2 separate regions of the Mus musculus genome follow, and region 1 is linked to region 2. Evidence: chromatin contacts called from public Hi-C data. All regions are on one chromosome and are shown on one strand. The core of a region is the stretch at or near the end of the contact, and the rest is flanking DNA. Distances in the headings are between cores, read along the strand shown. Region 1 has its middle 13 kb from the start of Gm30908. Region 2 overlaps Gm30320 (a long non-coding RNA gene).

Evidence for each region. A called contact is a pair of places that touch in the nucleus more often than the background predicts.
Region 1: a contact with region 2 is called in a Hi-C map of bone marrow-derived macrophages, with 23 read pairs. The contact joins two enhancer-like sites. A contact is called at or near these places in 2 of 484 Hi-C or Micro-C datasets (bone marrow-derived macrophages and nephron progenitors), 7 of 115 datasets of contacts at active chromatin or transcription factors (bone marrow-derived macrophages, embryonic basal ganglia, embryonic stem cells and 3 more) and 1 of 9 other capture datasets (embryonic stem cells).

The regions. Positions count from the first base shown.
Region 1 is chr2:166,481,654-166,486,689 of GRCm38.p6, forward strand. No RefSeq gene overlaps it. Among named protein-coding and RNA genes, the nearest start is that of Gm30908, 13 kb to the left of the region's middle. Within about 2 kb of position 1,513, at least 56 of the 459 cell types and tissues checked have an H3K27ac peak or open chromatin away from gene starts, as enhancers often do. A contact at or near this core is called in bone marrow-derived macrophages, where this site is marked.
Region 2 is chr2:166,177,870-166,182,824 of GRCm38.p6, forward strand. Gm30320 (a long non-coding RNA gene) reads left to right here. Exons shown (of 4, transcript XR_866951.1): 3 at 851-1,279; 4 at 4,509-4,868. Among named protein-coding and RNA genes, the nearest start is that of Gm30536, 14 kb to the right of the region's middle. Within about 2 kb of position 3,387, at least 169 of the 459 cell types and tissues checked have an H3K27ac peak or open chromatin away from gene starts, as enhancers often do. A contact at or near this core is called in bone marrow-derived macrophages, where this site is marked.

The DNA.
Region 1 (5,036 bases), core at 263-2,762, 300 kb after region 2:
AGAGGGGGAGATTCAGACCGCAGCACAGACTCTCAGGTCACCCGATACATGCTGGTCCCTCACCTGGAGCAGGGGTGGAAGATATAATTCAGAAGTCAAGTGGAATCAGGGAAGACTGGAGTTTTCAAGCAAGGACAGACAAAAGAACTCAGGTCCTGTGGGTAAAGGAGACACAGAGGCCAAGTCTACAACCATAAGCTGTGTCCCACGCCCCTTTGCCCCTTCTACCCATACCTAAAGCTGCAGTTCTGAGACACTGGGGAACAGGCCCTGCCTGTGGCCCCACCCTCCCGGAATGTCGACCCTAAACCGCCCCCACAGAGTCACTAACAGAGTCACACTCCCAAAGGTAGGAAGAGTACAGACGGGGGAACAGACTCATGTTGAAGGACACAATGTGGAACTCAGACCATCACTTCCCTTCCTACTGACCAGAACGCAGCCTTGTGAACACTTCAAGCCATGGCGCATGTGAGAACATCTTTACACTGAGAAATAGGAGGTTGTATTAATATAACAGCAGACAAGGGACACCAAGGGGCATCTAGAAAGTTCTACCCAGAAACGTTTAGCAGGATAAGCATTACTGGGCTACCCAGGCCTTGCCAAGTGCAAGAGGACGTTTTAAAAAGTCATCTCTTGGAGGGCCCAGTGTTCCAGGACTGACCCCAGAGTGTTCAGTAGAAGCCTGCCCTTTAAGGCCAGCATCACTCCCGTTTCACAGATAGAGGGGTGCCTGCCTCTCCCAGTGCCAGCAGACAGCCATGCCAAGGCTTCCTGCTCAGACCCTCTACTGGTTCTGATGTGGAGCCTCCCTTTCTTCGACTATTTGGTTGTTTTCTTCTCCACGTATAAGAAGAAAAGTGAAAAGACACCGATGATGCATAATTTGAACCCTGGGGTCTGTGCCTACTGTCTTCAGTCTCCATGTGGCTTCAGAATACCTTATTTAGTGGATCTTCTTCTGGAAAGGGCTATGTCTGTGGCTTACAAGAACTAAAGGCGTCCTATCTGATCAATTCCTTATTTGCTGTGGTGTGTGTGTGTGTGTGTGTGTGTGTGTGTGTGTGTGTGTGTGTGTGTTGCTTGCCTGTCTGCCTGCCTGCCTGCCTGTCTGTCTGTCTGTCTGTCTGTCTGTCCTGCCTCCATGTCCCATTTCCTGGGCTACCTTGACTTTGCATCCTCCCTGTGATGTCAGAGGAGCCATGAATCACAGTGACAGCTCTCCCAGTATCCAAGAGACCTCTCCTGGCTGCTAAGTCACCGTCCCCCATCCCCCACCGTCCCCTGTGAGAACCAGTCAGTGTGTTGAGCATCAGCTGAGGCTTCCAGATTCCATGGGGAATGACCCCCATTGTGTGTGCTGAGGACCAGGCAGCCTCTGGCTAACTTCTTGCTTCTCGGTGTCCTGGGAACCGGTGCTGTTTGCTCCTGTCTGGAGCCTCTGTGGCTGAGCCGAGCACAGGCTGCCCTGGCCAGTGTTTCCATAGCTGCCTCCAGGCTCCAGACCCCAGGCTGCTGCAGACTGTGAAGGAGGCCTCTCCTCTGCCCTCTGTGCTCTGTGCCATCTGCATGACTAAGCTTCCTGCCTTGCTCCTTCGAGTTGATGTCTCTCTATCTCCTATGGAGGGACAAATTATTTGCTCACTGACAGTGGCCTAAATTTGGCAGCAGCCTCAGCAGCATCTGTAACAAACCGGAGCCAGGTTGCCACACTTGATGGGGACAATTCCAGGCATGTCTCGACAGCCCGAGGATGTAAGGATAAAAATTACACCAGCCTCCAGCCGTGGCCGTAAGAGGAGTCTTGGCAGAGGAGGACGTGCAACTAAGAAGAAAAGTAAGGCGCTCTTGCCATGAAAACCTGGCTTGATTTAGCAAGCGCTCAAAAGCTCCTTCAAATGAGGTCACAGGCTCCCTGGGGAAAGAGCTACATCTAAGGAAGAGCAGCTCTCCCCCCTAACAGTCCTGAAGCTACATTGTAGATACAATTTCAAAATTCATTTCCACTGTAGTCCAAACTTAAAATGAAAGTCACAGATAGTATAATCTATATAGTTTTTTAAGATTTGCTTTATTATTTTATGTGCGTGTGTCTGCCAGTAGGGGGCATCAGATCTTTTGGTGATGCAGTTACAGACCTCTGTGAACCACCCAACACTGGCACTGGGAACCAGATTCCAGCCCCCACCCCTGATAGAGCAGCTAAGCGTACTGAAACTCTGAGTCATCGCTCTGGTCCCACACATGATCCTTTTGGTTCTGTTTTTTAAATTTGATGTCCAGGCTATAACATAAGAAGAAATATAAGGGAAAATAGAATAGTCGAGGTAATTTCAATGTGACAATGTCTCTCTTCCCACATGCAAATGCCCAGGCACAAGTGCCCATGAAGAACAGGTCAGCTTCCTGACCAAGACCAGTGACTAGTGTGTTGAGTTGGTCTCTCAAATGCCAAGTGTCATGGCTGCTGTTAGCATTCCTTCTAAGCTCCGCCCAACAATTACCTAGCAACAGCCAGTAGGCCTGGCTTCCTATAAAAGGGACAGATGGGCCTCTCTGACTCTGAACCCTGATTCCCTTTGCCCTCCTTAACACCTTTCTCTCCCCGACCCTCACATGTTCTTGGCCTGGCCAGCCTCTTCTCCTCTTCTCTCTCTCTCTCTCTCTCTCTCTCTCTCTCTCTCTCTCTCTCTCTCTCTCTCTCTCCATCCCCTCAACTCTCCTTCCCATGCCTCCAAATGAACTCTATTCTGTACTAGACCTATCATATGGCTGGTACCTAGGAATGGAGGGGAGGGATGCCTCAGCATAGGCTGGCTGAGGTACCCCCTCCCACCTCACCATACTGTGCTCCATAAAACATATCCTTTTTATAAAAGCACATCAGCTGCTGAGATCACCTTAGCAAGGTTTGGAGGAAATCCAGGTGAAATGTTGCTTGCCAGTGTCCATGAGAATTCCTGGGGAGCAGCCATGTTTGCAGAGACTGTGGCTGTTTAGCACTGTGGTGACTTGGAGAGGTTGGAACCAGGCAGGTTCCAGAGCCGATTACCTGACCTTGGGCTAGATCTAGCCATCTGTGACAGCCATTCCTTGCCCATCTCTGTGTGTGGACTAACAACTTGTGGCTAGTAGATAAAAAACTTGGGATCTACTAACTTAGCAGACTACTGGATTCCACGAATCCAAACGCTAGCAATGTCATCAGACACATCTGAGACCTCTAGGACAGCTCCCCCCATCTCTCTGCAGCCATCTGTCTGATGTACCCACCCGTGCACTCTAGCCTTGATTTATGACTTTCTCTTTTCTGTAAAACCATAAAAACATCATGAAACTGCTTCTGCCTTGGACCATGGAATCTGGGATAACTCAAATCTGTGTTCCTTAGCCACGCTCACTCAAAATGGCTACAGAATAAACTATCTCACGTTCCCCTTAGGCTCAGAATTGTTTTGTTTTGTTTTGCATTGACAGTAAACACTAGAGTCACCACTGGCCTCCTTCCTGGTCCCCTGTCATGAGAATGACCTCCATCCACACCCCTGCTGCCACAGTCCAGCCGATCGTCCTGCCCCTCCACTCCTGGTGCCTAGTCTGATGCGGCAGACTGAACTTCCCTAGGACCACGGGCCAGAGCAAATCTTTCTTCCCCCATCTTCTGCAGGACTGAGATGTCGTCTGCTCACATCTTAGCTTCAGGGCTGGCAGAGGATGGAGATGCCTCGGGCTGTGATGTATCCCAGGAGCTTCTTCTGTAGCCAAGAGAGGACCAGGCTGAACACAGAGGTTGACAGCAGTGGCTGCTAGGAGCACACACGCACACACGCACACACACACACACACACACACACACACGGGCTCACATGACCAGTGGGTGGAGCTAGTTGGGAAGGTTCCAGGAACATGAGAAGGTGGGATGCAGCTGGATGACCTAGCCTACTCTGGGACAGTCCTGGGACAGTCCTTTGCTGCTTAGTCCTTTCCCTCTCTGTGGATGAAGATACCCTCAACTGCACACACCCAGTGCCGCATCGCTCCCCTGGGTGTGTGGACCCAAATGACCCTGGACTGACTTCCCCTAAGCCAGGAGCCAAAGTAGCAACGTTTTAGTGGAGAGATGCTTAATGGAGGAACGATTTGTTTCAGCTCATGGCTTAAGACAGCCCAAGATAACTTTAGCTCTCAGTCAGCAAATTCCATCTTTCCACAGTCCGATGTTTTATTTAGCCAAGGTCAAATGGTCTGCAGGCTCCTCAGGATAGTTGTGGCTTCTCAGGAGAACTTCAGTTCCAGGGCTCAGATCCTTGCAAGCAAGATTTACTAACAGCTGGAAGCAGCTGGCAGGCCTCTCAGAACTAGAGCAGGATGCAAGTCTGCCTGGGGCACACCTGTCCCGGGCACTGGTGCAAGGTCACCCAGCACTAGCAGACCCTCCCACTGACTGCCTTCAGCTCCCTGATCCATCATTGCACCTCTGAAGAGGCAATACCCCGCTAGCTCCACACTGCCTACATGTGGCTGCCTAGTTCCACAGGTTGAGGCCTTCTAATGCCTGTCTGCTGAGTTCCTCTTGCCCTGTGCCTTTCTCTGGATAGTTTTCCACTCTGACCAGGATGAGGCGGGAAACCTAGAACACAGAGGCCTCCAGGGGCCTCCTGCCCCACTCCCAGGTATAAAGAACAGAATCCTCATTCCCTGAGTGAGCCAGACTCCTGAAGTCTGAAGGCTGCACACACACACACACACACACATGCATATCACATACACACACATGCATACCACACATCCACACTGATGCACACACACCCACACCTACACTGATGCACACACACATACACACACATGCATACCACACACCTACACTGATGCACGCACACACACATGCATACCATATACACACACACAATGCATACCATATACACACACACACATGCATACCATATACACACACACACACATTGCATACCATATACATAAACACACATGCATACCACACACCCACACTGATGTTCACACACATACACACACAT
Region 2 (4,955 bases), core at 2,137-4,636:
TAGGTCCCGGAGAGTGAACTCAGTTCATGAGGACTGAGAGGACTGTAAGCACCTTTACCCACTGAGCCATCCAGCTGCTCTTCCTTAAAACACACACACACACACACACACACACACACACACACACACACACACCGCAGTTATTTTAGATGGGTATTCTTTTTTTTTTTGAGTTCGAAAGAAATCTTCACAAAGTTTCAAACTCTTTGCACAGTCTATGCGCTAATCAAACTCACCTAACCTAAAAAGGAGTAATAAAAAGTAGCCACACAGGAAGGGCTCTGTCTCAAATGGGGTGGTTGTTTATCCAGGTGGACAGTTTGTAAAAACTCAATGAACTGAGGCCCCCTTTTTTGGGGGGGAGGGGTCCCAGGCACTGCGTTGGTGTGTGTGTGTGTGTGGTTTGTCCATTCAGTGCTCAAGTTGGCTGTATACATGGGTGCTGTTCTCACATCTGTACATACTCTCACATCTGTACATACATGCTCCAGGACACTTCAGTTCCCCGTCCTTTAAAACCCCTGATCCAAGATAAAGGCCGCGTGGTAGCTGTCACGTGGTGCGGGCTAAAGAAAACAGATAGTAAGTCTCCATTCGTTCAGTACAGTGGTATCTCTTGTTCTGAGATAAGGTTTCTCTTTCTTTTAAAAGCTGGGTCTCCTGTAGCTCAACCTCGCCTCAGACTTGCTATGTAGTCCAAGGTGTCAATGACCTTGAGCTGCATTCAGGAACACAGTACCCAGTTCTATGCAGCACTGGGAATTGAACCTACGGCCCTGTGTGTGCTAGGCAATTGTCTAATAACTGAGCCTTGTTCTCATACCTGCTTAAATTTTTTTTTCTCTTTTAGGATAAGAGGTCTTTCTCACTCTGTAGCACAAAGTAACTGTGAACTCAAGGCAATTCTTCTGCCTCAGCTCCCTCATACTGGATGACAGCACACCTAGCTCCAGCCTGGTTTCAAACTCACCATCCTCTTGGCCGCCTTGGCTTTGCCAAGTTCAGGAACTTCAGGCACGTGCCTCCACCCCTGGCCAGAAGCAGTTTTCTTACTAATAGTTTTGATCCGAGGGCTAGGTGATCCAAGGGTCAAAGGTCACTCCTAGAAGTCACAGTTAAAACAGGGACATCTAGGAGAGGAACGGTTGACTCGGGAACCCAGGGGTTGTCGCCAAAGCTGCATTGAACTCCGAGGTGCACTTAGGGTTTGAAACGGCCCCAGAGATTGAAGAGAACAATGTCAAAGAGAAGAGATGAACAGGAGACGTGAGGATGGAAGGTGAGGAATCCAGAAAGCTGAGAGCCACACCCAGGGTGCGTGATAGGGATTTCGATCTCTCTCTGGAAGGGAGGGTTTCTGTTTCTGGAGCTGGAAGGCATAGGAGCAGGGGAGCCAGAAAGAGCTGCGGCAGGGCTGAGGGGGCTCTGGAGGCAGATGGGAGGCAGCAGACAGTGGATACTTACAGATGAGTTAGTATCTGCCCTTCTGAGTGGTAAGGTTCTCCCCTTTTTCCTCCCTTCCCCTCCCCTCCCCTCCCCTTTTCCTCCCTCCCCTTTTCCTCCCTCCCCTCCCCTCCCCTCCCTTCTTTCCTTCCTTCCTTCCTTCCTTCCTTCCTTCCTTCCTTCCTTCCTTCCTTCCTTCCTTCCTTCCTTTCTATACAGGTTCTCAGCCCTCTAAAGGCTGCCCTTAAGCTTGCTAAGTGGCTAAGGATGACCTTGAACTCTTGGTCCTGATGTCTGCACCTCTCTAGTGCTGGGTGACAGGTGTGTGCCACCATGCTGGGCTTTTGCTGAGGGAGGTTTTGCAAAAGTCAGGCAAGCGCTCTACCAGCCGAGCTACACACATATTTCCTAATGGCTATGTGTAGCTGCTTCCCTCTGGGTTTATGCAGAGCCGAAATGAAATTTCAGAAGAGTGGATTTATGCCTGAAGTCCTATTATAACAGAAGAAATCTGAGCTTTTGGTTCCCTTGGAGGCCAGCTGTCAGGGATGCAGAGTGCAGAGGTCAAGAGAGGCCTGCCTGAGAAGATGTTGCCCAGAGCAACAACCTGGGGGAGGGGAGTGGGAGGGATTGGCCTAGACTCTGTCTTTGGAGGCCTGGTCAAGGCAAGAAACCAGGAGCTGAGCCATTCAGGACTGAAGTTGATACCCTTAGGGGGGCTGGTGGCTCACTTTCGGAAAATTACTTTCCTGTCTTTGGTCAAAATAGCACTGTGGGCAGCAAGTATTGTGTATAAGACAGATAATAAAAGCTCCCAGCTTATAGGATGGGTGTGTACACCCCAGCCTGCCCTGGGAGAAATCACATCACAGCAAACAGAGACCATCAGACTCTCCAAGGGATGGGCCCATCCTCCTTCCTAACACACAGAAGCAGGGCTTCTAGAAGCCATTTGCCCGTCCCAGCTGTTTTGAGTATTCCTCGCACCCGTTTTTTTATGAGTCTTTGAGAGGGGGACCTGCCTGTGTTGGCAGGTTTCAATTTCATCTCGAGTCTACTCTGCCTGGTAACAGAAGCCCCAAAGCACAGGAAAGCGACCACAGGCATCTGGAAAAGATTGACTTCTGTGTTTTTAATCACCAGAAGAAAACCCAGCCAGGGAGTTAGCCAGTTGAACTGAGAGTTTGAGGGCTAAGGCCAGCAGCAGCAAGGGAGAGAAGTCTCATGGGGCCCAGAGACAGTTTTCCCCAGAGAACTCCAGAGGCAGGCCCTGGAGGAGCAGCCAGGCTGGAAGCACAGGACAGGGCCAGTTTTGAAAGTTTGTTTGTGCCTATCCCATTCTCTTTCCTCTCTGAGTTTTTACCTTGGTGGTGGAAAAAGTGTTGTGATTTCTAAAGACAACTTCTTCCTCATCTTCCCCTGTGAACTGCCGAGCAAAGGATTAATTTAGATTTCTGCCATGCCGGGGCCTCTCTCATTAAATGAATCCCATTGTCTCGTGGAAGCCCAGGCAAGTCAGCTTAATGACGCCTCGCTCCCTCCAGTCCTGAGCAAACGTCCCGGGTGCTTTCTGGCTCTCTCTGCCATAGTTTCCTTGGCAGCTTTCCAGTTTCCATTCTGTTGCTCCATGCTCCAAACTCCTCCCCCACCGGCCCCACCCACACTATAGTCTGCACCCCTTTCTGATGCCTCGTGGGGTGTGCTTACCCCATTTCTATGGTTTCTGTTTCTACTGACAGTGTGACTGTACACAGCCAGGCTGTTTGGAGTTCTCAGAAGACATGGAGTCGGGTTCCTCGTGTCCCTGACAACAGTTCATGTTTGCTGGGATAGGATGTGTTGGTTGCAGGGAAAGGCAGACATTCTTATGCCCATAGTCGGAATAAAGGGCACACAAACACTTGTTCCTTCTAAAGGAACAAGCAAGAAAGAGTCCCAAAAAGTCCTTTCACTTCTCCATATGGGCCTGGATGAGGAAGTGGTCAGAGGCAAAGATTTCACATCCTTTAGCAGTCTGGAAGATTGAAAAGACAGAAGCTGGTCTGACATTGAACAGAAATCTCCATAAAACAATCTCTGCAGGGTGGATCTCATTGCATCTCAGACTGTGGCTGGGTGCTTCATGGACATATGACCTTCTGGGCTGAGACAGACAGAGCTCATGGAAACTTGGGCTAATTGGTTAGGATCCCCCCTTCTCTTGGACTGGTGCTCAGGCTGGAAAATGGGACCATTCTGAAGGCTTGTTGAGGGCAGAGAGTGGGCATGCCTCAGGGTGGGGATGCCGAAGGAAGGTAATGGGAGCTGGGCTGTAGATCGTGCCCTGAATATTTCTAGACACATAGGAGTGTGAAGCGGGTGTGGGCTTTGTAGCAGTCAGCTTTGGCTGTGTAACAAAGTCCCCCATCCTTCCAATGTTCATGGCTCACACAAGCCTTTGTTGCCTCCAGTTTCTAAGGGTTGGATTCGGGCACTTCCTGAATGGTTTGGGGGCTCCAGATCCATTGCGGGCTAGCAGCAGGGAGCAGCTGCAGGCCTTGAGGGTGTTCTTGTAAGTGCCATGGAAGGACAGACTCTGGGCTTGCTCACGTGGCCACTGGCCCCACATTCCCTTCCTAACCAAACATCCCCACCCCTGTACATCAAATCTGCGTTGTGTGGGAAGGGACATGGAGTCGAAGGGACAGGGATCAAGAAAGGCTGGCTGCTATCAATTTTATTTAAAAGGTCCTTAGAGGGGCTGAGGAGGCGGTTAAGCTTAAGGACTTGAGTTCCAGAGCCCACATAAGAAAGCTGGGTGTGGTGGCATGCGTGGGTAGCCCCAGTGCGGGAGGTGTGGACAGGAGGCTCGCTGGCCAACCAGTCTTGCCTAATTGGTGAGCTCCAGGCCGAAGAGAGACCTGTCTCAAAGGAGGTGGGCTGCATTTCTGTGACGGACACCTGGAAGGACAGGGAATGTGAAGAGATGAATCTGAGAGGATTGTGTCCCCATCTTGAATGTCCCCGCAAGCCTGGGTTGGTGCCATGTGACATGCGTTTGCTGTTTTTAATTTTCTTCTCTTCAGGGTAGGAGACAAAGCCTCATTAACATGATGCATTGAAGCAGGAAGCAAAGAGACGGTTAAATGACCTGAGAGGCGATGTTTGCAGCCAAACAGGGTGGCGTTGCTACCCCAGCAGTGAGGCTTGGAGAGGCCAGGAGCAGCATATGGGGACCTGGCTGAATGTCAGTAGAGAAGGGGACCTGACAGCTGCTGTTGAGCAATGGGGAGTGCTGATGCACCTACCCTGAGGCCCAGCATCGTCCTTCCGAGGTCCATAGGGAAAGGAGGTCCTCAGAGCTCACCTTCCGGAACAAGGAGGGCGACTGCTGACTGAGGCTAGACCCTATGCTAAGTTACTGCATATTGTATAACACAGTGGGTTTGCGGGGGGGGGGGGGGGGAGGGGGCTTGCCCTAGGAGACTCCATCTTACAAAGAGCTCTGGGGATGGAGATGGCTCAGCGGTTAA